Linked DNA regions of Columba livia: region 2 is linked to region 1. A link is a contact called in public Hi-C data. All regions are on one chromosome and are shown on one strand. Each heading gives the region's core, a stretch centred on a gene start, on an enhancer-like site or on the middle of the called end of the contact. The rest is flanking DNA. Distances are from core to core; before and after follow the strand shown. Region 1 overlaps SGK1 (serum/glucocorticoid regulated kinase 1). Region 2 has its middle 97 kb from the start of ALDH8A1.

Region 1 (3,640 bases), core at 611-3,110:
GGAGGGGGACGGGACTACTAATAAAAACTTTGGGCTAAACACTATTAAGCTGCCAGAGGCAGCTGCCAGAGGCTTAATAGTGTTTAGGCATTTCCAGCAAAGGACTTGCACGTTGAACCAAAGGGATGTAAAAGTGCTCAGCAGTTCAGTCAGTAAAGGCTTGTTTCCAGTTGTGTTTACAAGCTGTTCTGTATTTCAGCATTGCTCAGTTCTGGAATTTTATCCTCTTTCAGGTTCTCCTTGCACGACATAAGGCAGAAGAGCAGTTCTATGCTGTTAAAGTCCTGCAGAAAAAAGCAATCCTGAAGAAGAAGGAGGTAAGCTGCTTCTTCCTGATGCCATTGTGATGTACACAAAATATATTTTTACTGCTGTTACTAAGCAAGTGTACTAAACATTGATAATTTCTTATGTTTTCAGGAGAAGCACATTATGTCAGAACGTAATGTCCTGCTGAAAAATGTGAAACACCCCTTCCTGGTTGGGCTGCACTTTTCCTTCCAAACTGCAGACAAATTGTATTTTGTCCTAGACTACATCAATGGTGGAGAGGTAAGCAGTAAGAAAATGAAATAGTATTTCCTATCATGTGCACAGTGGTAGGGTAGACTTTTTCACCCTTCCTTTTAAATAAAAAAGAGTTGCAAGGGGAAAAGTCATGGGGGAAAAGTTACTAGATTGAGTGTTTCCAGCCTGCCAGGTTTTGAACTACCAAAGGATCATTAGGCCATTTCCTGCTATTGTTCTCCCTGGCTATATATGTTGAGTCTAATTAAGTGCATTGTTAACAGGCTTTGGCGCCGTTTAAACAACTTTGTTCTCTCTGTCTCCTGTAGTTGTTCTACCATCTCCAGAGGGAGCGTTGCTTCCTGGAGCCAAGAGCTCGATTTTACACTGCTGAAATCGCCAGTGCACTGGGCTACCTGCACTCCCTGAACATTGTTTATCGGTAAGCAATCTTGTGCAGCTTGGCAGACTGAAAAAAAGAAAAAACGTGCTTTGTTGAATAAACATTGACAAGTTGAACTCAATGTGAGTTCAGAATTGCTTTTAATATTTTTTCGTGGCTTAGTGAGGTTCTGTAAGCAATTGCACTTGAAATAGTCTCGCTGTAGGTCCTCTAACAAGCCCTTGTCTTCTTTCATCTCTTCCTACAGAGACTTGAAGCCGGAGAATATTCTGCTTGATTCACAGGGGCACATTGTCTTGACTGACTTTGGACTCTGCAAAGAAAACATAGAGCACAATGGCACGACCTCCACCTTCTGCGGCACACCGGAGGTACGGGCAGCCCGCGGCATGCAGAGTGGCAGCAAGCGCTGTTTTCGTCAGTGAAACCTGACGTGTCCCATGTATATTTCTGGCTTGTTAGACAAGCAAGGGGGTATTATGGGTCTTGTAATATCATGCTGCCAGTGAGGATATGTAGGGCTTGTTAAGCAGGAGAGGACAGTTTTTGAGCTGCCTCCCTGTTTATAAAGAGCTTGTAGCCCTCCAGTAGCTTAGATATTGCTGGGATTCGGTAAGCTGCTTTCATTCAAGAATGAGAGGCTTTCCTAATTGTAAAGATCTCTTTGGTTAATGTGGCTCTCTTCCTTTTCTTACACAGTATCTTGCTCCTGAAGTTCTCCATAAGCAGCCCTATGACCGGACTGTGGACTGGTGGTGCCTTGGAGCAGTCCTGTATGAGATGCTTTATGGCCTGGTAAGCAGTGAATCCTTCATGACAAATCAAACTAGCTTACTTGTCCTTCTCCCTCAAGAAGCCTCATTAACCCAGATCTCTCCTTTCCTATTCCTACAGCCGCCCTTCTACAGCAGGAACACGGCAGAAATGTACGACAACATCTTGAACAAACCCTTGCAGCTGAAGCCAAATATTACCAACTCTGCTAGACATCTCCTGGAAGGCCTCTTGCAGAAGGACAGGACAAAGAGGCTTGGTGCCAAGGAGGACTTTGTAAGTGGAAACCAGCTGGTGCCTGTGGGCAGCACAGAAGGGTGACTAGGCCATACTGCTTACATTAGCTTGGGTCTGAATTAATCTATTTTTCTCTCTGTAACAGATGGAGATTAAGAATCACATCTTCTTCTCCCCAATTAACTGGGATGATCTCATTAATAAGAAGATTACGCCCCCTTTTAACCCAAATGTGGTATGTATCACTTCTAATTATAGAATGTATGGAGAGTGTCTTTTTCCCCCTTGTCTTCATGTTGTGCCCAGGAGCTGGGGGCAACTGGCTGGATGGGTGTGTACGGGGAACACAGCTTTTCCTTCCCCTGTGGCTGAACCAGGAAGATTAAAAATAAGCAAGTAGCTGATGGAGCATATGAATTTAGCTGGGTTTTTTGGCCTATCACATGCTTCATTTGCATGGCTATTTTAAAGTCATCCCCAGCATCCCCATTTTATCCAAGGGGAAGGTAAGGTGTAGAAAGCAAGTAGCTTCTAAGGGCAGAGTGGCATTTGGCTTGTTAGATACTAATACCTAAAGAGGGAGATCTGGTTGTGGAGGTTGTTCTCTTTCACTTTCTGAGCATTTTATAACCTAAATTTAGTAACTAGCCCAGAGATCAAAGTCTTCCCCTGCAAACTGCTGCATGGCAGAGTGGCATGTTTGCATTGTTGCATGAGCTTAGTTGGGGGATAGTGCATTAAAACTGAATCATCTTGGTTTTAGTGAGACAACATGCAGCAGGAGACAAAAAAAAAAAGACTAAAACTGTCAAAGACTCTTAAAACAGTGGGCCCAAGGTGATAACACTGTGAGTCTCTGCACAAGGGTGCTTGTCCCCATTTTGACTTGAACTGTGCACTCACAAAACATTTGTGTCTAACTGTTGTATCTTTCATTTTCTGCTCTTTCCACAGAGTGGCCCCAGTGACCTGCGACACTTTGATCCGGAGTTTACAGACGAGCCAGTCCCCAGTTCCATCGGCCAGTCCCCAGACAGCATCCTCATCACTGCCAGCGTCAAAGAGGCTGCTGAGGCTTTTTTGGGCTTCTCATATGCCCCACCTGTGGACTCTTTCTTGTGAACATTTTTCTTTTTCTTTTTTAATAATAATAACTATTATTTTTATTTTTGTTTGGCCTTCTGGTGAAACTGCCAGTTGACCGGTCATTTTGAAAGAGAATTTGCACATTTCTACCATGGCAGCTTTGCAGCCTTAATTTCAACTACACTGTTTGCTGGAAGCTTTTTTGAAGAGCACATCACTCTCTAAATGAGCTTTACAGGCTTTTCATTTCCATTCGTTCTTCCCCAAAAGTGGTGCTGTCTCCTTGGGAAAGAAAAACAAGAGTGACTGCTGCCACAGACTGCTATGGCAGATCGTAGGAGTAAGAACAAGCTGTTTTGAAATCGTGCTCCGAAAAGCCTTGCCTGAAGATCTATCTGAACGTGATGAGGATTTTATGAAATGTGCCTTTTTCTGATGAGATCTCGTGAGCTCCAAAGCTTTCCCTGTTGCAGAGTGTGTTTCTCAGTTCATTTATGTGGGTTTACTATGTGAACAAATGGTATGTGTGTGGTCTGCGTACTACAGATGGACTTAGTTTAAAGCATCAGTGTGACACTTGCAGGATACCACAATGTGGGGCATTGTTTCTTTCTTCCATATTTGGAAGATAAA
Region 2 (3,640 bases), core at 326-2,825, 280 kb before region 1:
TGCAAAGGTAAATACCTTTCTGCAAAGGCAAATAAAGTTATTTACATTTAGAGAAAGAAAAAGTCCATTGAGACATACCATGATAAAAAGCTGAGCAGCTATAAACCATGATGTCTTATCCATGCAGCATCTCTTCCATAGATTGGTCTGATACTTAGAGCTTCACACAAGTCTTTCTGAAAGGCAAAACCACCTTTCCTAAGCAGACCTCATAAGTACAGGTGTTTCAGAATAGATTTTGCATTGTATGAAATCCTGCCCACAATCCAAATAAGTTATGTTTTGAACTGTCCAAATTGGCTACTTGCACTGGTTTGAATTGTCTGAAATTGTTTTGATAGGCACATGCACACGTATATGTATACATATTCATGTACAAGTACATATGCATATATAACTATATGCATATGTATCTATACACTGAAATATAACCCTTACACCCATCATGAGAACAGTAAAAAAATATAAATAGGTTTGGGCTAGTTTTAACTTGTGATAAATCTTAATTTGCTCTTAACTTACGTGATTTGGAAAAGCAGGTGATAAGGCACCTCCTGCTCTGCTTCCTGCTCTCCTGGGACACACCCTGAATACCTCCAGAGATCAGACAGTTCCATCAGTGAGATCCCTCCACTGGAAGATATAGCTAGGGGCTGAATACACCGAACCCTTTCTTCTTGAAGCAGAAAGACTTCTCTTTGATCTCTTATTCCTAGCTCTTCAAAAAGGAAGTTGCCATTCTGCTTTGTAGGCTTCACCTCTGGTTTCTCTCAGGACTGGATGTGAAGGCAAGATCACATCTAGTATCCCATCCACACGGAGGAAAATCTGAACATTTGTGGACTTGTCACAGAGAACTGCTATAAACAGAAGAGTTATTTGTCACACTAGCAGGCTATATAATTGAATATCATCAAAATCTGGCAGGGAAGTAATGGAAAACATGTTAAATGTCATTCTGCTTTTCCATAGATTGTCATTATGTTTTTTTCATCAGAGATATTAGACAAGTTTAGCATATTATGGCATTACTCAAGACTTGATTTATAATTACAGGGGCATGCTCAGGTATACTGATCTTTTTTGGTTTAATCTCATTTAATCTCATTTTCTAGGAAAATAAGAATCTAATGTACAGATTCAAATCTTGGAACATATCAAGTATATTCACCTCTTTGGACTATTCAATCTTTTTACATTTATTGGGAGCCTTTGAAAAGAAAGTGGCGCGTGAGATAATTAGCACTTGAACAAAAGTTTCAGAGTGAAGCTGCCTGTGAAATGAATACAGATCTATCTAAATGATGAGGGCAACAATACAGGAGAACAAACCAAGTGAGTCTACTACAGAAACCCAGTGCTGGGATTATGGCAATGAGAAACACCACAGTGGACCTCTTGCATTGCTCTTCTGATAAGATATTGAACTAAATCAAAATGGACCTCACTCCTTAGGCATTTTCTTATACAGTGAATTTTTTTCATTGTCGTAAAATGGGGAAACAATAAACATAGGCATTAATCTCTTGCATTATAGCAAAGCTATGGAGTACAACAAGAAGATAAACCCAAGCATACCTGGGAGGGGGGAGGGGCAGGGGGTGAGTGGCAGAAAACCTTTTAAATATTGGGATCTAGTTGTGTATTATCTAATGTTTTTGGATTTTTCAACTTCATCTGCCCAAAATACAGGATGAAAGCACACTTCTTTAGAAAGCAAGAAACCCAAACAAATTAATGCTTGTTCATATGACTCCAAGAGCTCGTGTTATCACAGAAAAAGCACAGCATCATGAGATTCATAACAGCATTTCCAAAGCTTGGTCACACTGGGTCATGTGAAGTTGTGATCTTGACACATTGATCAGTGGCTGTTGAATGCAGAGGAAGCTGTGTGCATGTCATAATCATCAGCTTTTTATTGCAGTAAATGTTTTTTAAAAGCTTACAGTGGAACCTAAAGAAACATAATTATTAGATCACCTTCTTTCTAAGACTATGCATTTGTGTCATGTGCTTAACTTCAACCTACATGCCAACAGTGTTTTGATGATATATTCATTTTGCTTAGTTGTCCCATAACAAATACTTTTAACTTGAGGTGTTGATTTTCCTCATGCGTCACATTTTTTGACATTATTCTAAAGACCAGGAAGGAAGTTTTTGAAAGGCACAAGTTGTAGTTAAGGAGCTCATTACTAATGCAAAACCTGTGAAAAGTAAGTGTGTAAGTCCCGTTTTTGTTTTTGGAAACCTCTGGAGACATTGTAAAGCATGCAGTAGTTTCTGGCAGAGATCAGGCCAACATAATTTGTTGTTGTTTTGTTGCACCCCTCTCCCAGCCTATAGAGGGGGTTAAATAGTGTGTGTTCTTTAGGTATCTTTATGAACAGCAAAATGCAGCAAGATAATGCAGGAGCAGTTGTGAACACTGTTGCCAGTGTGTGTTGTAAAACAGATTGTGTAAGCTTGTTGTTAAAGGAAACATTTCCACACTCCTGTTAGGCATAGGCTGTTGGACCCTGAACTATAACCCAGTATTATGGAAGAGGGTATGGGCCGTGGAGGCAGATGCTACTGTCTTTCAGCAACCTCTGAAAAATGTTTTGAGTGTATTGATATTTCTCTGCTACTATGTGTTTGTAACCTGAAAGAGTGATATATACAAGTGCTGCACTCCTATTCCTATGGTTTTCATAAAGCCCTAAGTTTTAGCATCCATCATGGGATCCTGGATTTGTCCATCTTCACCTGGCTGGTTTGGAGGGAAAAGAAGTGTCTACCAGTGCTGTTGGGGTATAGACACATTTCTTTACTGGCTCCTTTTCAGCAACTGACTCTGTGCTCAACAGCTGGTTTTCCTTTCTCCTGTGTTGTGTCTCGTGCCCGTTTGCATCACATGATGTTGCTGACCTGTTTTCCTTGCTCCATTCTGCTGAATTCAACACCTGAAGAACAATTTCATTAATGACCTCGGACAAATCTAGACAAAGAAAATAAAAACGTGCATCCAGCTAAAAGTACCAAAGAAAGAGGAGAAAGGAAGAAGCATTTATTACTCCTTTCCAGCTCTACCCACATCCCCTTGCTCAGAAATGTTAATTTGAGCCCCGTTTCTCATTTATACTAAGCCCTCTTTGGGAGAATTTTTTCTGGGAACAGGATTTTTCCTTTCCCTGTTGCTTATGTGGACCTCTCAGAAGAGCTTAGATGAAGTAAGAGTGGCATAAACAGAGCTGGTATTGAGCCCTTTGTGCACTCCCTGGGGGATGAAAAGGAGGGAATACTGAGCTCAGTCTTCTGAAGTGATGTTTTCTCATCACAAACAATTTCCCTCTGGCAGTAAAGACTGATAAAATTAGTTCTCCCCCCAAGGCAGTGGACAGGTGACAGGAAAGGGTGATGCCTTGCCTAAAGAGAGCAATTGACCCTGCTTGGCTTCACTGTCACTGAGGCAGTGCACACCAGGAACACTCAGGTTTTTGTCCACACGTTCATTGGCTGACAAGGATGCTGCCCACTGTGAGGCTTCACATGCTTGGGACTGAAGGGGCAGGAGAGCTTTTTCACTCTTCATCTGTGTGTCTGTTGATGCTCTTTGCAATGGATCGGACAATAAATAGGACCCAGCTGTGTTTTC

What was found. Hi-C and Micro-C count contacts between places; a contact is called where the count stands out from the background.
Region 2: a Hi-C map of crop shows a contact between it and region 1, with 4 times the contacts expected there. The contact joins two enhancer-like sites. A contact is called at or near these places in 2 of 2 Hi-C or Micro-C datasets (crop and liver).

What each region holds. Positions count from the first base shown.
Region 1 is chr3:59,519,196-59,522,835 of bColLiv1.pat.W.v2, reverse strand. SGK1 (serum/glucocorticoid regulated kinase 1) reads left to right here. Exons shown (of 14, transcript XM_065057052.1): 7 at 234-317; 8 at 421-552; 9 at 837-949; 10 at 1,158-1,281; 11 at 1,610-1,705; 12 at 1,805-1,960; 13 at 2,067-2,156; 14 at 2,876-3,640. The coding sequence ends at 3,043. Among named protein-coding and RNA genes, the nearest start is that of SLC2A12, 30 kb to the right of the region's middle. Within about 2 kb of position 1,860, at least 1 of the 3 cell types and tissues checked has an H3K27ac peak away from gene starts, as active enhancers do.
Region 2 is chr3:59,802,591-59,806,230 of bColLiv1.pat.W.v2, reverse strand. No RefSeq gene overlaps it. Among named protein-coding and RNA genes, the nearest start is that of ALDH8A1, 97 kb to the left of the region's middle. Within about 2 kb of position 1,575, at least 1 of the 3 cell types and tissues checked has an H3K27ac peak away from gene starts, as active enhancers do.